2 separate regions of the Arachis hypogaea genome follow, and region 1 is linked to region 2. A link is a contact called in public Hi-C data. All regions are on one chromosome and are shown on one strand. The core of a region is the stretch at or near the end of the contact, and the rest is flanking DNA. Distances in the headings are between cores, read along the strand shown.

Evidence for each region. A called contact is a pair of places that touch in the nucleus more often than the background predicts.
Region 1: a Hi-C map of an unstated tissue shows a contact between it and region 2, with 3 times the contacts expected there. The contact joins the promoter of LOC112754709 here to the promoter of LOC112754706 in region 2. A contact is called at or near these places in 2 of 8 Hi-C or Micro-C datasets (leaf and an unstated tissue).

Annotation. Positions count from the first base shown.
Region 1 is chr16:116,323,275-116,326,896 of arahy.Tifrunner.gnm2.J5K5, reverse strand. LOC112754709 (protein DETOXIFICATION 21) reads left to right here and starts at 2,127. Exons shown (of 8, transcript XM_025802435.3): 1 at 2,127-2,371; 2 at 2,984-3,522. The coding sequence starts at 2,135.
Region 2 is chr16:115,857,339-115,860,970 of arahy.Tifrunner.gnm2.J5K5, reverse strand. It overlaps LOC112754706, which reads right to left and starts at 2,161. Exons shown (of 11, transcript XM_025802430.3): 1 at 2,046-2,161; 2 at 1,831-1,879; 3 at 1,158-1,322; 4 at 955-1,057; 5 at 1-90. The coding sequence starts at 1,295.

The sequences.
Region 1 (3,622 bases), core at 878-3,377, 470 kb before region 2:
AAATTAATACACTTCCACAAAACGATGCAAAGTATTTGCAACAAAAATAGGAGAAGATACATAATTAATTACATGAATTATTGAATGTCTGAACATATTATATACATGTCATAAGGCTGAGCAAGTGATAAGGCCAAAATTCTCATCCTCTTCCATCGTTACTTTACTTCATTTTGCAACTCCTCCGGGTAAGTTCCTTCTAGTTCCCTCTTCAATATTATTATTATATGGTATGACACTTGGAACTTGATGATGATTTAATTTCTTGTATGTAGTTCATTCATCCCTGTATATGAAAATATATATATATATAATCATATGCTTTTATACTTACTTTTCTGCTGGTGGTTACACAAGTATGCGATTACAAAGTTGGCGAGAATTAACCTTCAAAAAAAAAAGTTGGCGAGAATTAAGAAAATGAAATAATTTATATAATAACCAGTTGCCAATACCATCATTAATTTTTCATATATAGTTCGTTACACGTTGCTACTAAATTATTTCTTCTATATATGTTTTAATTTCTTTTATGGTTAGAATCAGGGAAGAGGGGAATTGGAATTTGATGATGTACTTGTTCAATGAAACGAATTTATGTTTCTATATATCCTGTGTGTTCATATATACAACATGCTTCAAATTATATTATTGTAATGTATGTGGTTAAATTCTTCAAATAGCTCTGTTAAATTGTTCCTACACCTTCCTTTTTTTTTTTTAAGGAAAAAAATATGTGACGACTGATTACGGATAATTTTCTCAAATTTTACAAATACAACAATATATTAGATTAAAATATCTACATACATATATATATTTTTACACTAACACTGATATTGCATAAGATTCTTTATTTTTTATGTAAGTACACATTCACTAGATATGGATGTGGAGGTGCATGTGTACTATCTTCCTATACAGTAAAATTGAATTCACTCTTAAGTTTATTCATTTAAATATAATTATTATTTTATTTAGTTATCATTCAAAAGAGAAGAAAATGACATTTTTCCTCTAAAATTAAACTACCTTGTTGTATTACATCACTCTTAAAATAGTACAGGTCCTTTCTTATTCAGGTCATCATGAAAGAAATAAATTTTTAATTTCAAAGTAAAAGGTCTTCCGAAAAATATTGTACATGTAATTTCTCAGATTGAATAATTACGACAAACTTTGGAGGTATTCCCAGTACTAATGGCAACAATAATGAGGTGTCTTTTCTATGGTTTTCTAACAATAATAATGGATAAAATTTTCTCTAATAATGGAACAGTGGAATCTGGTTAAAAGACAAACTACCCAATACTACTAGCCACATCCATAACAAAACTCTGTTTTTGGTATTAAGTAAAAGAAATTATGATTCTAGGACAAACCGATAGTTCTCTAAACACAGGTGTTAGATTCTTTCCTTGAATTTTTCTTCTCTTGTCATTTTCATTGCAATTCTATTAGAGTATTTTTGTATTATATTCGAAGTTTGATTGTGAGATTATTAGTTAATTAAAAGAGATAAAGCATCTGTTATTCCAACTGATTATGTGAATACACATTAATTAAAAAAAAAATAGAGTTTATGATGTTTATGGTTATGGGGATTATAATTGCTAATCAATTTTAACAATATTTACAAAATATTATTAAAATTAAAGTCATATTTTTTAAATTCAATAATATTTTTTATTTTTAAATTAGACGACATTGTTAAATTGTAAAAAGAAACATTACTTTAGTTTTAGTAACACTCTTTAAATATCGCACTTGTTTAGGCGGACGAATGAGTTGACCACTCGACTAACCCAAGTTGGTTAACCATTATATCTTTAAACACCATAGCATCTCCCTAATAAAAATTGCGTAAGTTACATCTAAATACATTAAAAATTTAATTTTGATATACAAAGCACTATTTCCAAATATAATGCATAAAAAATAGAGTGATAAAAAGTTAAATAAATAGGATCTAAATTTTCATTTTTGGAATCAAAGGTATTCGATAAAATGATGCCCTAAATGAACAATAACCAAGTTATCTTGATCAAAAACATCTGTGAAATAATTAAGGCACTACTGCATGCAAAGACATGAATTGCTGATTGAAAATTTGAAATATTAGCAGAAAAAGAAGATGGGGAAGGAGGAAATAAACGAGAAGCTTTTGCAAAAGAATTCATCAATTGGGAAAAGGGTATGGAAAGAGAGCAAGAAGATGTGGGTAGTGGCCGGGCCAGCCATAATGTCAAGGTTCTCAACATTTGGTATAACTGTGGTTAGTCAATCCTTCATTGGTCATATTGGATCCACTGACCTTGCTGCCTATGCACTTGTCATGACTTTACTAGTCAAATTTGCAAATGGTGTTTTGGTAAGACCTATTTTTTCATTTTTTTTATTTATTACAAATATAACTATTTATGTGTTTTCTTCTATCACTTTCAAGATAAGTAAGTATTTTTATATGATATCAGAACTTCCATGATCTAAAAGATCTAAGATTCTACCATTGATTAAAAAAAACAATAGAATTTTAGTACAAGATAAAAAAAAACTATGCAAAATTTCGTTATATCCTAAAGAGCTTTGGTACGAAGAGGCATGTTAGAGATGTTGCCGTTCACACAAACACAAAGACATCATTTTTCTTTTCTTTCATTATTTTCATATCTGACATTTTTAAGAATAACTCCAATGAATAGTTATTCTATTTGGTTTCTATTTCTATGCTGCAGTATGACAAAAAATTAGAATATAATTAGAACTTTTTGAAAGCGCAATTAGAGTTATTCTTTAGAATTTATTTTCTATAGTATAATAATAGTTTTCTACAAAAAATAAAAAATAAAATACCAGTCAATTTTGTTGGAGTGTTCTTATAATGTATCAGATTTGTACAAGCTTTTGTGTATGATGTTTAATGTGTAGTCTACTATTTAATTAACAAAGTTAAAATAATGGCTGGGAAAATTGAAAATTGTAGCTAGGTATGGCAAGTGCATTGGAAACTCTATGTGGGCAAGCATATGGAGCCAAAAGATATGAGATGCTTGGAATATATCTCCAAAGATCATGGATAATCTTGTTCATGACCTCACTACTCCTTCTTCCAATTTTCATCTTCACAGCACCACTCTTAAAGTTTCTAGGCCAAGAAAAAACCATTGCTGAAGTGGCAGGAAGCATTTCACTATGGTCAATTCTTGTGGTATTTTCATTCTTAGTTTCATTCACATGCCAAATGTTCCTCCAAGCACAGAGCAAGAACAAGATCATTGCATACCTTGCAGCACTTTCAATCTCAACTCATATTTTTCTATCATGGCTTTTGACTGTGAGGTATAAGCTTGGGCTTAATGGTGCAATGATTTCAACAGTTTTGGCATATTGGATACCTAATTTGGGCCAGCTTGTTTACATCATGAGGAATTGTCCTCAAACTTGGAAAGGTTTCTCATTTTTAGCATTTAAGGATCTTTGGCCTCTTGCCAAGCTCTCTTTGTCTTCTGGGGCTATGATGTGGTAAGAAATTCATTAACCTAACTCCCCCATCCTCTCCTCTTTCATCAAAGATTATGAATGACATCAAATATAAAGTCTAATGAATTAACATGAAAAATGA
Region 2 (3,632 bases), core at 912-3,411:
GATGCATCCTATTGTTTGGCCCATTTAGAGCAGTAGAAGGTAAAGATAGAATACGCCCAATAAGTGATCCAGATCCTAGTACAATGTTAGCTGCAAATGCAATATGAATAATTAGTTACAGATCACTAAATCATTTGTGCACTAGAAAAGCTCATTTTTACAGAAAGCATGCATACAACCGAATGTCTACCATTTCATAGTAAAGCTTCATATGTTTTCCCCAAGCACTAAAATGGGGCTATTAGAAATATAAAAAGATAAATCATCATAATCCTATAAAAATAGGAAAATAATAAAATAATAAAGAAAACCATAGATTTTTTATTCTTTGCTTTATAAGATTTCAAACTCAAGTAATGCTACACAACCACTACGTGCCTCCAAACTCCATTCCTAGCCTATTATCAGTCACCCTCCTCAATTCAGTCAATTAAATCTTCTAATTATAATAGAAATTTGGAGTTAAAAATAATTGTATAAACTGCTACTATAAATATTAGGACTTTTAAGGGGGAAAAGGATGTTCATTGCCTTTATTTTTACTCGATTCCCAACAAAAGCAAGGGATTTTAATCCCGTTTAACCAGAAGTGGTGCAAAATTATGTCCAGAAAAATCTAGGATAGAACTCATGAACTATGAACACAAGAAAAATATGCCATCATAAATGCAGGGTTTCCTACGGTAAAAAGGGCAAAAAAGGGGAGAATAAAGGGCAAAAAATAATATGGTAAAAAGGATGTGTCCTTCGGCATATAAAGGGAGAATAAGCTATTTGCCTAATTGGAGAAGATAACTAAAACAACAAATTACTTATTAACAAAAAAGCCAGTGACAAACAGTCAATTATTGCGATTCTTGCTAACCAATGTGAAACAACAAACCACTTCATTATTCATATCATGGAGACTTAGCTGTAACTATGAGGGAAGTCAAAACTAAATCATACACATACCAAACCACTGTGCCCACTGCGCAATAAGGTTCGAAAATAAGAATGTCCAATGAAACTGTGCTTTCTTCCTCTCATCATCCCAAGTATCATCAAGTTCATTTGTCTGTATAAGATTAAAAAAAATCACAATTTAAGAACAGATTAAACAAATGAATTTAGAATAAAAACCAAACCAAAACAGATAACCACAAAGAATCTCTTACCCTCCTACTACCATATGATTCATCGTCGCCCAGTAAGGGCTCACTCAAATTATCCAATCCCGAACTCTCGTAGTGCGCCCTGCTTCTATCACCAACATCCCCATGATGGAGCCTTCTTCTCAGTGTTCTTGATGACATCAATATGACTCTTTATAATTGGCTAGCCTATCAGCCAAAAACAGAACCTTTTCTAAGAAACCAGCAAAGCTCAAGACCATAATCATCAATATACCAAATATTAAATAAGACCCAAAACAAAAGCAAATATTTTTTATTGATCACTCAGCTGCTGAGCATTACTATGATCCATCAAGCACCAAAACATTCCCTCATTCCCTCTAATTTTGCTAACCCTAGATGAAAAGCTTATCAAATTGATCAACTAAATCGACAGTAAAAACAACATAATGAACCAAAATTGAGCTGATACTTCAATACGGGGCACAAGTGCACAACAACGATGGAAACAAACACGATAAACACACACACATACATGAATTAAGATAAGCAATTTCATATACCCTAAAGAGGAAAGATGAAAAGTTTACTATTTGAATTTTTTTTTTTCTTAAAGAAAAATGGGCTCCTTTTGCTTCCTCAGCTGATGCCGAATCGAATAATGTAGGATGCGGATTAACAGAAATTGGGGGCGAAGGGTTCTTACTATTTGTACCTTAATTTCACGGAGGGAAAGGAATCCTCGTACGTAAATGCAAAACAACCTAAGAAACCGGAAGGGTTTATAAATTTCAAAGAACTAATATTGCTTATATCCAATTGCTATTGCTTTTCGTGCTTGTTAAGGAAAATTTTGGAAAAAAAAAAAGAATGAAGAAAATAATAAAATAATTGAGAGAGAAGGAAAGAATCGAAGTTTTGGTGTGTTACCGAATCAAGAGAGTAGCCACAGCTGAAACGCGTTCTGGTCTGGGTGTGCAAGCTCTTGACTTGTTTTTTGGGTAGATGGCAACCAACTGACCAAGGAAAGCAAGGAAAACGAACATAAATTATTCTTATTAATTTTTCATATTTATACATTTTATTATTATATTTTTTTTATTTTTTAAATAAAAAATAAAAATAAATTAAAGTTTTATAATACGTTCTAATTTATCACTATTTATACTCCGACCCAAAAATACAGCTAAGCCCAAAAAGAACAGAAGCCCACCCAATAAAAATGGCCTCATCCACTCCTATGAGGTCGGGTACGACGATAGCAGTTCAACCTTATTTATCTGAATAAACAACGAACTCTTAAAATATTTTTCACTTATCTCGAAGGGAAATCTTAACAACTTCCTTAAAAAAAGAGAACAGTTATCCACCACTTACGGTAGAACTACTCCAAAAATTGGTTATTTTTTCTACTATAAATACGCTGACACCCTCAGATATATTCAGAATCCAATCTACAAAAAACCTGCCTACAGTCTTTGCTAACTTAAGCATCGGAGTCTCTTGTAGGTACCACCCTCCACCTCCTCACAAGAAAACTCAAACGGCGGCTCCTCGGCACCAACACAAGTTGGATGCTGCCTCATAAGGAATCTGGACCTCACATTCTGGCCCTAATCATCGTTTCAGATAATTCTCGAAACATTGGCACCGTTGCCGAAGACCTGGAAGCTACACCTACGAATGGCGGACAATCAATTCAAAGATGGCTATACGGCATCTAAATCGGAACCGGAGCCTCACAACGACGATTGAGCACTTGTGTTACCTCCAACACGGGAAAGAACAAGTACCCCCCCCCCCCGAAGAAGGTACATCAGGAAATCCGCCACCATGGCAGATCCATTCAGAGATCCACCCACCCGAAGATGAAGAACCTCCTCATCCCACGGTGATACTGGGACTCTTACATGGGCATCGCGGTCGATTAGAACAACTTGAGCCAAAAGCTGAATGGACAACGAGAAGCGAAAAAGGAATTACGAAAAGAGATATGATGACAAAGAGAGCTGGAGGAAAAGCTCTCGAGATTAGAGGCCGACCTAAGAAGTCGGAGAAATCGGGCTAAAAGAGAGAAAAGTCCTCTTAGAGGGGAGGACCATTCATTGAAGAAATCATGCAAGCACGGATTTCCAAGAGCTTTAAAAGTTCCGATAAGGATCTCCACAATGGAACGACCGACCCAAGACATCACCTCAAAAGTCAGATGTACCTAGCTGATGAGTCTGATGTAACTCATTGCAAGGCCTTCCCGACAACGCTGACCAAAGCAGCGATGAAATGGTTTGATAACTTACCGCCCAGGTGGTTGACTTGTTTTGATGACCTGGCAAGGAAGTTTCTGACCTGATTTTCAATTCAGAAGAATAAAGTCAAACATGCTCCAAATCTCTTAGGGGTAAAACAAGAGGTTGGTGAAGCACTCCGAGATTATATAGAAAGATTCAACAAAGCTTACTTGGAAATACAAAACTTACCTCTTGAACCAGTGACAATGGGGTTCGTCAACGGCCTTAG